2 separate regions of the Hordeum vulgare genome follow, and region 1 is linked to region 2. Evidence: chromatin contacts called from public Hi-C data. All regions are on one chromosome and are shown on one strand. Each heading gives the region's core, a stretch centred on a gene start, on an enhancer-like site or on the middle of the called end of the contact. The rest is flanking DNA. Distances are from core to core; before and after follow the strand shown. Region 1 holds the start of LOC123401618 (mitogen-activated protein kinase kinase 5-like). Region 2 has its middle 13 kb from the start of LOC123401607.

What was found. Hi-C and Micro-C count contacts between places; a contact is called where the count stands out from the background.
Region 1: a Hi-C map of leaf shows a contact between it and region 2, with 6 times the contacts expected there. The contact joins the promoter of LOC123401618 here to the enhancer-like site in region 2. A contact is called at or near these places in 4 of 6 Hi-C or Micro-C datasets (leaf and seedling) and 1 of 1 datasets of contacts at active chromatin or transcription factors (embryo).

What each region holds. Positions count from the first base shown.
Region 1 is chr6H:532,669,223-532,674,661 of MorexV3_pseudomolecules_assembly, reverse strand. LOC123401618 (mitogen-activated protein kinase kinase 5-like) reads right to left here and starts at 1,771. Exons shown (of 1, transcript XM_045095454.1): 1 at 317-1,771. The coding sequence starts at 1,747. The coding sequence ends at 638.
Region 2 is chr6H:532,507,962-532,513,277 of MorexV3_pseudomolecules_assembly, reverse strand. No RefSeq gene overlaps it. Among protein-coding and RNA genes, the nearest start is that of LOC123401607, 13 kb to the right of the region's middle. Within about 2 kb of position 3,572, at least 1 of the 3 cell types and tissues checked has open chromatin away from gene starts, as enhancers often do. A contact at or near this core is called in leaf, where this site is marked.

The DNA.
Region 1 (5,439 bases), core at 522-3,021, 160 kb before region 2:
GCGATGCGTGTTGCATGATTGCTTGCGGGCTATCTATGCCCGTCTTTTTCAGGGGAATAAAGAGGAGGAGGGAGGAAGCCCGATGCGATTCGGATTCACCAAGAACGCCAGAGGAGGAAGCAATCGGGGAGAGGGAGAGGCAGTGTTCTGATGATTGATTTAAAGTTTGTTGGGTTTGGTCTGGTCCCCCCCACCCGCTTCAAAATTTCTTGCGTTTTTATATGTCCGTGGTGGTGGTGGTGATCCGGCCGAATCCACCTCGGCGTCCAAGAAGCTTCTCCTGCCGTCATCCCATCATCAAATTTGGAACAAGAAATTGCATTCTCAACAGCCCATGTTATATCATCATCAGAAGAAGTAGAATCAGAATCATTTGGGGGGAGGGAACATTTAATTGACATTAACAGAAACTAAAGAAAAGCTTGAGCTTAATTTCGGGAGCGACAGCAACAACAGGGGAGGGGAGCGGAGGGATGGGGTAAATTTGTGGTGCCGGCTTCATCAGTACCCAAAATGGCTACGAGGAAGAAAGAAAGAAAGATCGATCAAGATCACCGCTCCTCGTAGATCCCACGTCTCGCCGCCGGCCACCGTCCGTCCAACGATCCATCCCAACTTGATTTATTATGGCGGGCCGTTAGCACGGCGGGGCGGCGAGGACCTGCGGCTGCTGCTGCGGCGGCGAGGCGATGAACCGGTGCTGCAGCAGCTGCGCCGCCGACGGCCGCTTCGCCGGGTTCTTCTGGAGGCAGCAGCTGATGAAGCTCCTCAGCTCCGGGGACGCGGTGGGCGGGGCCGCCGGCGACTCGGAGTAGCAGATGGCGCACATGAGGGCCGCCCAGTCGCCCTGCTTCCCCAGGTTCTCCCCGAGGGGGAAGCGGCCCAGGTAGAACTCGAGAATGCTGAGGCCGAAGCTCCAGATGTCGCCGGCGTAGCCGTTGTAGTTGCCGTCGTTGAGGTCGGTGTTGATGCGCTCGGGGCTCATGTAGGCGATGGTGCCCACGGAGGAGTTGCAGGGGTCCATGGTCTGGTTCAGGATGCGCCCCACCCCGAAGTCGGCGATCTTCACGCGCCGCCCCGAGTCGATGAGGAGGTTGGAGGGCTTGATGTCGCGGTGCACGATGTGGCGCCGGTGGAGGTAGGCGATGCCGGACAGCACCTGCCGCGCCACGTCCGCCAGGAACACCTCGGACGCGATGCGCCGCCCGTCCAGGGACCCGCCGTCCATGTACTCGAGCAGGATCTGCAGCTCGCCGGCCTGCTCGTACATGCCGTGGCACCGCACGATGGACGGGTGCTCCGCGGTGCGCAGGATGGCGATCTCCCGCGTGATCTGCCGCCGGACGGCCTCGTCGTGGTGCCCGTAGAGCACCTTGAGCGCGTAGGCGCGGCCCGTGGGCGCGTGCCGAACCAGCCACACCGTCCCGCCGGCGCCGCTCCCGACGCGGCGCACGCGCTCCAGCTCGTCCAGCGGCGGGGGCGCGGGCGGCGCGGAGCCGGCCGAGTTGGGCGGGGTCATGGACATGGGCATGGGCATGGACGACGCCCCGCCGGACCCCGACCCCGAGCCCGAGGACGACGGCGCGGAGGACGGGGGCGGGGGAAGCGGCAGCGGCACGGCGAGCGACGTCAGGTCGCGCTGCGGCAGAGGCAGCGTGAGATCCGGCCGGCGCCGCGCACGCCCCGGCGTGCCCGGCTGCTGCGGCTGCAGCCCCGGGCGCGCGTTCGGCGGCCCGCCCGGACGCATCGCGCGCTCTGGCCGGCTGGAAACGCGAGGCTAGCTCGCCCTGCGGTCCGCGCGGCGGGCGGATCGGTCGGCGTCGGTGATTGTCGCCGTATGAGGCTCGCGGGGTGGGGTGGGGTGGGGGTGGGATCGATCGGGTCGGGGAAGAGGGATTGGAGGGAGGCGAGTGTTTTTTATAGGCGCGGGGGAGGCCAAGGGACGGGGAGAGACGGAGGCCAGGGAGCTCTGCTCTGAGCCGAGGGAGATGCAGCCGTGACGCCGGGGGGACGGGCCGGTAATAAAAGAAGCAACTTTCTTTCTCACGGCTCTCTTTTCTTTTCTTTTCTCCCCGCTTTTCGCTCACCGATGGCCGTTCCGCTCCGTCCCGCTGGTTTGCCGTGTCCGTTCCATCCTTGCTCCCGGCCGGCCGTCGCCTCCGTTGCTCTGCGATTCCGGAACGACGTTCACTTGGGCACATCTCTACCACGTCACACATAACAAAGAGGAAATTTTAGTACTACGTGTATATCCCAAACAAGTGAGTGCCTGCCTTTGTATCGTGTTTCTCTAAAATGAAAATGGGCATGTGATCATCCTGCAAAACATATAAACCTATGGTTATCGTATGAGAGCCATGCGAGGACATAGAATTTTTGGGATTTGTGGTGTGTATATTTACTCCCTCTAACGCGGCATAAAGTCTCGTTTTCAGGTCGACGGAATATCCATGTATATGCCCTCATTTACGATTTTCGTTGTAGAAGACAGCTTGCATGATTATTTTGGCACGTGCGCTTGTATCGACCGTTACCGGGATTTTGTTTTGTCCCACATCATTAACTCTCATACATGTGATTGTGTTGATTTGTTTTGTCATGCACTATTAATTCAGAGTGCATGAAGTACATGTAAAGAGCCATGTGGTTCACGATGGCAGGCACTACTTTTCAGAAATTATACCCGAGCTGGCGGGCGGCCACCATTCTTTTGGACAACACGTCTTTCTAAATCTCTATTATTAAAGGGCAATTAACCGTCGTCGTTGTTGTCATCGTGATGATGGTTCGACCCCGTTCGCTCCCCCCACCCCCCCCCCTCTTTCGAAGCCCGCGAGCCCGCCTTCCCTTTCACCGTGGTGATGCTGCAAATTCTTTGATGGTAGTTTAGAAAGACTTGATTTACTGCATTTAGTAGCCCCTATTCATATAATATAATATACTAAGCTACTAGAGTATTGATGATACAACATAAATATAAATAGGAATATGCATGCATACCTTCTGTCTATGAGACATGATTGTGTAACGGTCATATTTTCCATATTCACCTCTCATACATATCTTGAGTTGGTGTAGAAACCAACAACGGTTTGTTGTGTCCTGTTGTCCAACCATAACAAATGCTAATGGGAATATGTTATTATTTCCATCTCTCCCAGCGACAGCTAAGATTTGAGCACAAATATTCATCTTAATAAAGCATCCATTAACACCTATTTATTGAAACAAGCAAACTTTTAAGTAAATATGTATCATTCACATGGTGTGATCTACAAGCATTGTATATAAAGGAAATAAACATGTCACTACCCAATGAATGACATGTATCCATTGAGAAATCCCTCTATTGGTCCAGTTATGCAGAAGAACATAGCATGAAACCTTGGCCCATGATGTGGTCTATTTGTTATAGCTTTTGGAGTAATTGTTGCCACAACAACTCTACTTCCAGGGATTGTATCCATAATGGTTTGAGCATAGTCCCTAAGCCTAGGATACTGTCGCATGTGTTCTCCTAATACAACTTCCACATCAAGGTTCTTGGCCCTATAGGCCATGTGCCTGGGCACATCAACACCATAATTCTCTTGGCAGCTGTCAATCAGAGTGGTTATGCTAGTGCTTGGATCATATCTGAACAATGACTCATTGGTCTTTGCAAGCCACTTTGTACTAACCCAAGATAACTCCGTACTCGTATGGCGAGTGTGCTGCAGTCTCATCTTCTTAATAGCAAATGTATTTTCCCCTTTGATAAGTGCAGCAACTATGCAGAATTTGCACTTCTCTTGTTTGCAACATGCAATGATCCTTTTGTGTGAGTTTCTGTGGTACCTGAAATTCCTTGCATGTGTAATGTGCAAGCTCAACAATGCTTCTCTGAATTGCTGCCGATTCTTAAAGCACATTGACATACACACTGGTGATGTGGTTGCTCAAGTTTTTCATTGTACCATATTCTAGGTTTTGTTTTCTTGGCCCTACTCTTATTGCTTGTATGTAGGACAAAGGCTGGTGACTCATGTCCATCATCAACCTCACTGTCAAACAGCAACTCATGATCTTCTTCATCCGATGAAGGAGTGAAATCAGGTTTCACCTCCTCTAAAACACTAGAGTGTGACCTGGTGGTGGCCCCTCTCCTAACTGGCAGCTTCTGCCTTTTCCTTGCAAGTTGTTGCATGGGTGGTTCTTCTGCTGCAACAACATTCACCTCCTCCTCCTCATCCTCACCCCCCCTCAAACAAATCCTCAACCTAAGTGTTACCCTCATAATGTAAGTGTTCCTCTTCTAATTCTCCATTTGAAGCTTCATCTTCATCTTCTTCATCTGCTAGTATTTTCCCTTCTATTATCTATGTGACTTTAGCAATTGTGTACCTGTCCAGGCTAAAAGGGTTGTTATCACTCTCGTATGCATTCTCCTCATCACTACTCTTATATCCATCCTGCTCCTCTTCCTCCACCACAACTTTCAGCTTCCCCTTAATGACATTTCTAATCTCTTGTGTGCACACAGTAGTATGTTGAGTAGGTTGCACTGTATGTTGGAAATATGCCCTAGAGGCAATAATAAAGTGGTTATTATTATATTTCCATGTTCATGATAATTGTCTATTGTTCATGCTATATTTGTATTATTCGGAAACAGTAATACATGTGTGAATATATAGATCACAATATGTCCCTAGTAAGCCTCTAGTTGGCTAGCTCGTTGATCAACAGATAATCATGGTTTCATGATCATGGAAATTGGATGTCGTTGATAACGTGATCACATCATTAGGAGAATGATGTGATGGACAAGACCCAATCCTAAGCATAGCACTAGATCGTGTTGTTCGTCTGCTAAAGCTTTTCTAATGTCAAGTATCATTTCCTTGGACCGTGAGATTGTGCAACTCCCGGATACCGTAGAAGTGCTTTGGGTGTATCAAACGTCACAACGTAACTGGGTGACTATAAAGATGCACTACGGGTATCTCCGAAAGTGTGTGTTGAGTTGGTACGAATCAAGACCGGGATTTGTCACTCTGTGTGACGGAGAGGTATCTCTGGGCCCACTCGGTAGAACACCATCATATTGAGCTCAATGTGACTAAGGAGTTAGTCACAGGATGAAGTGCTACGGAACGAGTAGAAAGACTTGCCGGTAACGAGATTGAACAAGGTATAGGGATACCGACGATCGAATCTCGGGCAAGTATCATACCGATAGACAAAGGGAATTGCATACGGGATTGATTGAATCCTTGACATCGTGGTTCATCCGATGAGATCATCGTGGAACATGTGGGAGCCAACATGGATATCAAAACCAAGCTGTTGGTTATTGGCCGGAGAGGTGTCGCGGTCATGTCTGCATGTCTCCCGAACCCGTAGGGTCTACACACTTAAGGTTCGATGACGCTAGGGTTATAGGGAAATAGTGTACGC
Region 2 (5,316 bases), core at 2,323-4,822:
TCGCTCCCACACACCCTCGTCCTGTCACGTATCCTTTCATGGCTTCCACGCATCCCTCGTCCTGTCACGCGTTCCCTGACGCTCTCTCGCCTCGCCTCACCATATCGCGCCGCCGCGGAACTTCGGCTACCGCGGTGTGCGTGCGTGCCCATCAGACACCTTTTACGCCGAGACCTATTCCGACGACATGCGCCTCGGCCTCGGCACTTTCAACACCGCCGACGAGGCCGTCTGCGCGTACGCCCCGGCGGTGTGCCGCCTCAACAGGCCTCGTAGGGACATAATTTTTCCGAGGTGGTGACGAGGGAGTGGGCACACCGCCTCGTGTCTCCCCATCGTCGGAAACCGGAGGCAGGAACCGTAGGACCATCGTCGGAACCAGAGACGAGAGCGTCGCCTCGGCATTGCTGAGATGGACGAACATCCATGGCGCCACTGCGCCAACAGTTCCCGCAAGACGTCCTCGACGAGCGTGCATTCTCCGTGCAAAGGAGGGCGCAAAGGAGAGCGAAGCAAGCCGCCTATCGTGAGGACACTCATACGCGAAAGCAAGCCGCACTCTTCAACATGAAGCTCGAGGAAGCGTCGATTTGGTCCTCCGACGATGAACGGTGGGTTGACGCCTTCATCACCACGACGTAGTTGGACACCAACGCGTCGGAAGAAGACAACGAGAAATAGTTTATCTTTTTTATTATGTACTAGATGAACTATCGACGATGAGTAGTTTCTATCAATATGAACTATCTATATTATCTATCGTTTTTTATCTTGTATTTATGTAGAATGTACAAGTTGAATTTTCAGCCCTTCTGTTAGAGCGGGGCGCGCGCATTTTTTTTCAATGGCCGATGTAGCCAGCGCTCTATGGCGCGCAAAAAACAGATATTCCCGCATTGTAATGTGTTTTTTACGCACTTGTTAAAGATGCTCTAAAAATGTTTAATTTATTTTTTCTTTGAAGTAAAATAGTTTTTTGTGTTAAAATATTCTTTTTACACGCAGGGGCGACGTTTTTGAGATGCAAAAAACACGACGACCAAACCGAAGGCCCATCGGCAGCAGCCCAGATTTTATGGGGCGCACAATTCAACATAAGAAATTTGCAACCCATGATAACCGAAATCACTAGTTAAGAAGTACACCTTTCAATGATTACTCCCACCTCTCTAGATTGCGACAAGTTGCGCACTACATGCGTGCCACTTGTCGCAACCTATGAGTTTTTTCTTTTTCCGTAGATCCGTATTTTTAAAATGTTTTATCTTCTAAACCGTGCGTTTAAATCTTGAACTATTTCCACCGTTGGGTTTCTTGCGTCGAGATCTTCAAAAACTAGATCCCATTTTGATAGGTTTTGACAAAAAAATAAATTCACGAAAAAAAACGGACGAAAAAATCGGCGTTTTACCCTTTTCCGGAGGCACGACAGTGCCTCTCGCGATAGCAAACCGTGCCTCTCGCGAAAAAAGAAAACAGAAAACACGTTTTTTTCCTTTTCGAGAGGCACGGTTGTGCCTCTCGCGATAACAAAACTGTGCATCTCGCGGTAGCAAAACCGTGCATCTCGCGAAAAAAAAAGCAGAAACACGTTTCCCCCCTTTTCGAGAGGCACGACCTCGCGATACCAAAACCGTGCCTGCGGAAGCAAAACCATGATTCTCGCAGAAAAAAGAAAGAGCAGAAAACGCATTTTTTTTCTTTTCGAAAGTCATGGTCGTGCCTCTCGCTATAGCAAAATCGTGCCTCTCGCGGGAAAAAAGAGAGCAGAAAATGCGTTTTTCCTCTTTCCGAGAGACACGGCCGTGCATCTCGTGATAGCAAAACCTGCCTCTCGCGGAAAAAAGAGTGAGAAGAGAAAACACGTTTTTTTTTTCTTTTCGAAAGGCACGGCCGTGCCTCTCGCGATAGAAAAACCGTGCCTTTCACGAAAAAAAAGGGCAGAAAACGTGTTTTTACCCTTTCCTAGAGGCACGGCCGTGCGTAAAAAACTCGGAAAAAATCACTCTAAAATGCCGAAAAAACCTGCGAAAAATTAAAAAAGAAATATACGAAGGGAACGTTCAGAGTGCTATACGTGGCGCAGGTTGAGAACGCGCCCAATGACGACGCGCGAGAGTGATCGCTGCGAGGCTTTCGAAGGAGTGTTCACTAACTAGTTGCTTTCCAGGATAACGCTTTAACGCTAAAGTTTTTTGATCATGTTATATTTTACAACATCTGTTAGAACGCTATTTTTCTTTTGTCTCGTATGCGAAAAAATGATGAGTTTTAGCGTGTGAGGCTTTTTAGGCGCCTCGTGAAGATGCTGTTATACTTGGTCGAGCATCAGCCATCAAGATGTGCTGATTTGAACGCTTTTTTATTTTGGGTCCCGGCGGCTTACCACGCCGGCCGGCTGGTGCAGTGCAAATGCATACAAGATGAGACGTCGATGACAAAGGCAGGTGCATGCATTCATGCCCTGCAACAAATCGCAAAAGAAAAACCATGCAAGGATCATGATCCCAGCCGAAAGAGCGCTCAGACTCCACACCACCGATCGGGATAGCACGCCTCGTGGCAGTGGGGGCGCCGGCGGATATCCGATCGTGACATCGTCTAACCGCACGCGGAGGAGTGACCATCAGGGTTGACAATACATGTACGTCCGTCTAAACAAGATATGCACAGCTCGCTCGGTGTCCGGTTCCTCTCACGATAACGTTTCTTCGGCAAATTATAAATGACGAACTCGTTCCTCTCATGATTCCATCAATCATCAGAAAATGGGTTGTTATGCACGCAGTCAGCCAGCATCGTGGAACAGCGACAGCATGGCGAGCAAAACCGCCGGCGGGTACGTAGCCCGTCTTCCAAACCAAAACCAGTGACTTGGGAACCATATACATACGATACATCCACGTTCACGGGAGAAAATACTGAAGAAGATGCAAGTAGACGGGTGAGGATATCATATCTCTAATGCGGCTGTGCTTCTGTGGGGACGTACCTCGTTGAGCATAACAATCACCCTAGAAAATCAGTAGCTCCTGTTGCCGCCGCCTGATGATAACCTTTTTACCGCATGCTTTAAGAGTGTTGATAAGATCTGGCTAGTGGCATGGCAACTGGTTGTAGTAGCTTTCGGCATATGTGTATGCACATTATCATGCATAACTAGCTATCGACGTCAATCAATGAACTAGCAACTCCCTCCCCGTGATTATTCGTCGTCATTACATAATCTTCTCGTACAAAGATCATATCCGCAACAATTTTAAAATTTCAAGGCCCGGCCCACAAGGCTTGCTGTAGAATAAAAACAGAAAACTTCATCCATGCGTCGTGATCGGAAGGTTGCTTTCCATGCCCCGAAAGAAAAAAGGGAATATGTTTTGGTTTGTTATACTGTCGCCCTCTCATTGTTCATTTTTCAGTTTCGTTGCAGCTTCACGCATTCGACAGAGGAGAAGGTAATTCAATTGACAGCATTTTCTTGCCGATGTCGGGCGAGTGATGAAGGGCACCTACGTACTACGTGCGGTCGATGCCGACGCGGAACCAGGCGCCGTTTCCAGTTCAATGCTCGCCACCCGCCAGTCGAGGTCGATCAGTCCGTGGTTCTGCCCTGCGATCCACGGCGGCGTTCCGATGGCGACGAATACCGTAACAAATCGAGATGCTCCAAAAAACTTTAGCTCATGATGCCGTCCGTGCAAATGGATAAAATTGGCAGGATAATAACCTTTTACCACATGCTTTATGGGTGTTTTTGCCACATGCTTTATGGATGTTGATAAGAGCTGGCTAGTGGCAGGGCAATTGGTTCCGTTAGCTTTCGGCGTATGTACGTATGCGAATTATCATGCATATATCTAGCTATCGGCGTCAATGAGGCAGCAGCTCCACCCGCGATTCGTCGTCATGACATAATCTTTTCACACAAGATCATATTCGCAGCAGTTTTTTAAAACTCAAGGACCCACAACCACGAGCTGTCGTGAAACAAAACAAAATCTCCTTTCATGCGTCCCGATCGAAAGGCCGTTTTCCATGCCCTGGAATAAAAGGGAAATTGCCGATTAAACAAGGAGAAAGTAAATGCGCCTACATACATGCATGTAACTGTCGCGATTGTGCTAAAGAAATGTAGCTGTCGTGACGGCAAATTCCAGCGGCGATGATGGAGGCTTGCTGCCGACGTAGGGAAGGGTGATGAAGGGCGCGAGCGCGACGCTGGCATCACCTCACCGGTCCGTCACTCGCTCGCCTCGGCAGCACGCTACGTACTTAGGCGCTGCTCCGGTGATGGCCGGCCGGAACGGCCGTGCGTGCATCCTTCCAGCCCATGGAGCGGCGAAACAAATTAAAAACTCTAGTACGCACGTACGCCCTGTCCATGTCCGTCGCTTCTGGGCGGCGTGTCCGGTGCGTGCGTGCGTGCGTGCGTCCCGCGCATCGGCAGGCGTACGTCTGTCTCCCGGCTTCGGTGAGCGGGCGGCCACATCGCAGACGCACGGGGCGTCGTGGACGACGGCGACGGCCGTGGCGTCGTGTCGTGAACCGTGACGGAGGGGCCCCGATCCAGGGACAAGGATGAGAGTGGCCGGGCGTCACCTACATATGCGATGCCGACACGGAGCCGGACGCCTTTTCCGATTTGATGCCGCCTAGTCGAGGTCGATCAGTCGGCGGCTGCCCTGCGATCCACGGCGACGTACCGACGGGCGAGACGGCTGGCTGGATGGACGGGGCGGCGAGCCCTGGAGCCGTGCGCCGCCGTGCGCTGCGTGGGCGCACGTACGGCGGTTTTTGTTGCATTGCTGCACTTGCGGGGCGCGCGCGGGGCCGGGCTGATCGGGCGTCGGCAAGGTTCAGCGCACGAAGCCGCTCGCCGACGACGACATGGCGTGGGGATATAAATAAAACCAATGCGGAGTGAGACACCGAGGCGTGGGGTTCCGGCACAGTAATTCAGTTAACCCCACGCTGACATCGGGAGAAAAGGAGCTTGCAATTGGCACGCACGAGGGTACCTTCACCTCACCCGGCCGACAGATGAGGCTCTATGGCTCTACGCCATCCATCAGTCACAAAATTTATTCGTGTATCGGCAAGCTCGCCTCACTAAACACATGATACTTTACCTCGCCGTGAGATTTGATTTAAACCGATGGGTAAAATCAACATGGAAAACATTGTTAGGTTGATCTCTTCCGCATGGACCCAACGACCCACCGGACCCTTGATCCATGGGTCCTAATCTGATGCGTCCAACCCATTATGATTGCTGGGGCAGTGGCGGAGCCCGAACTTTTTTGGAGCCTGGGCAAG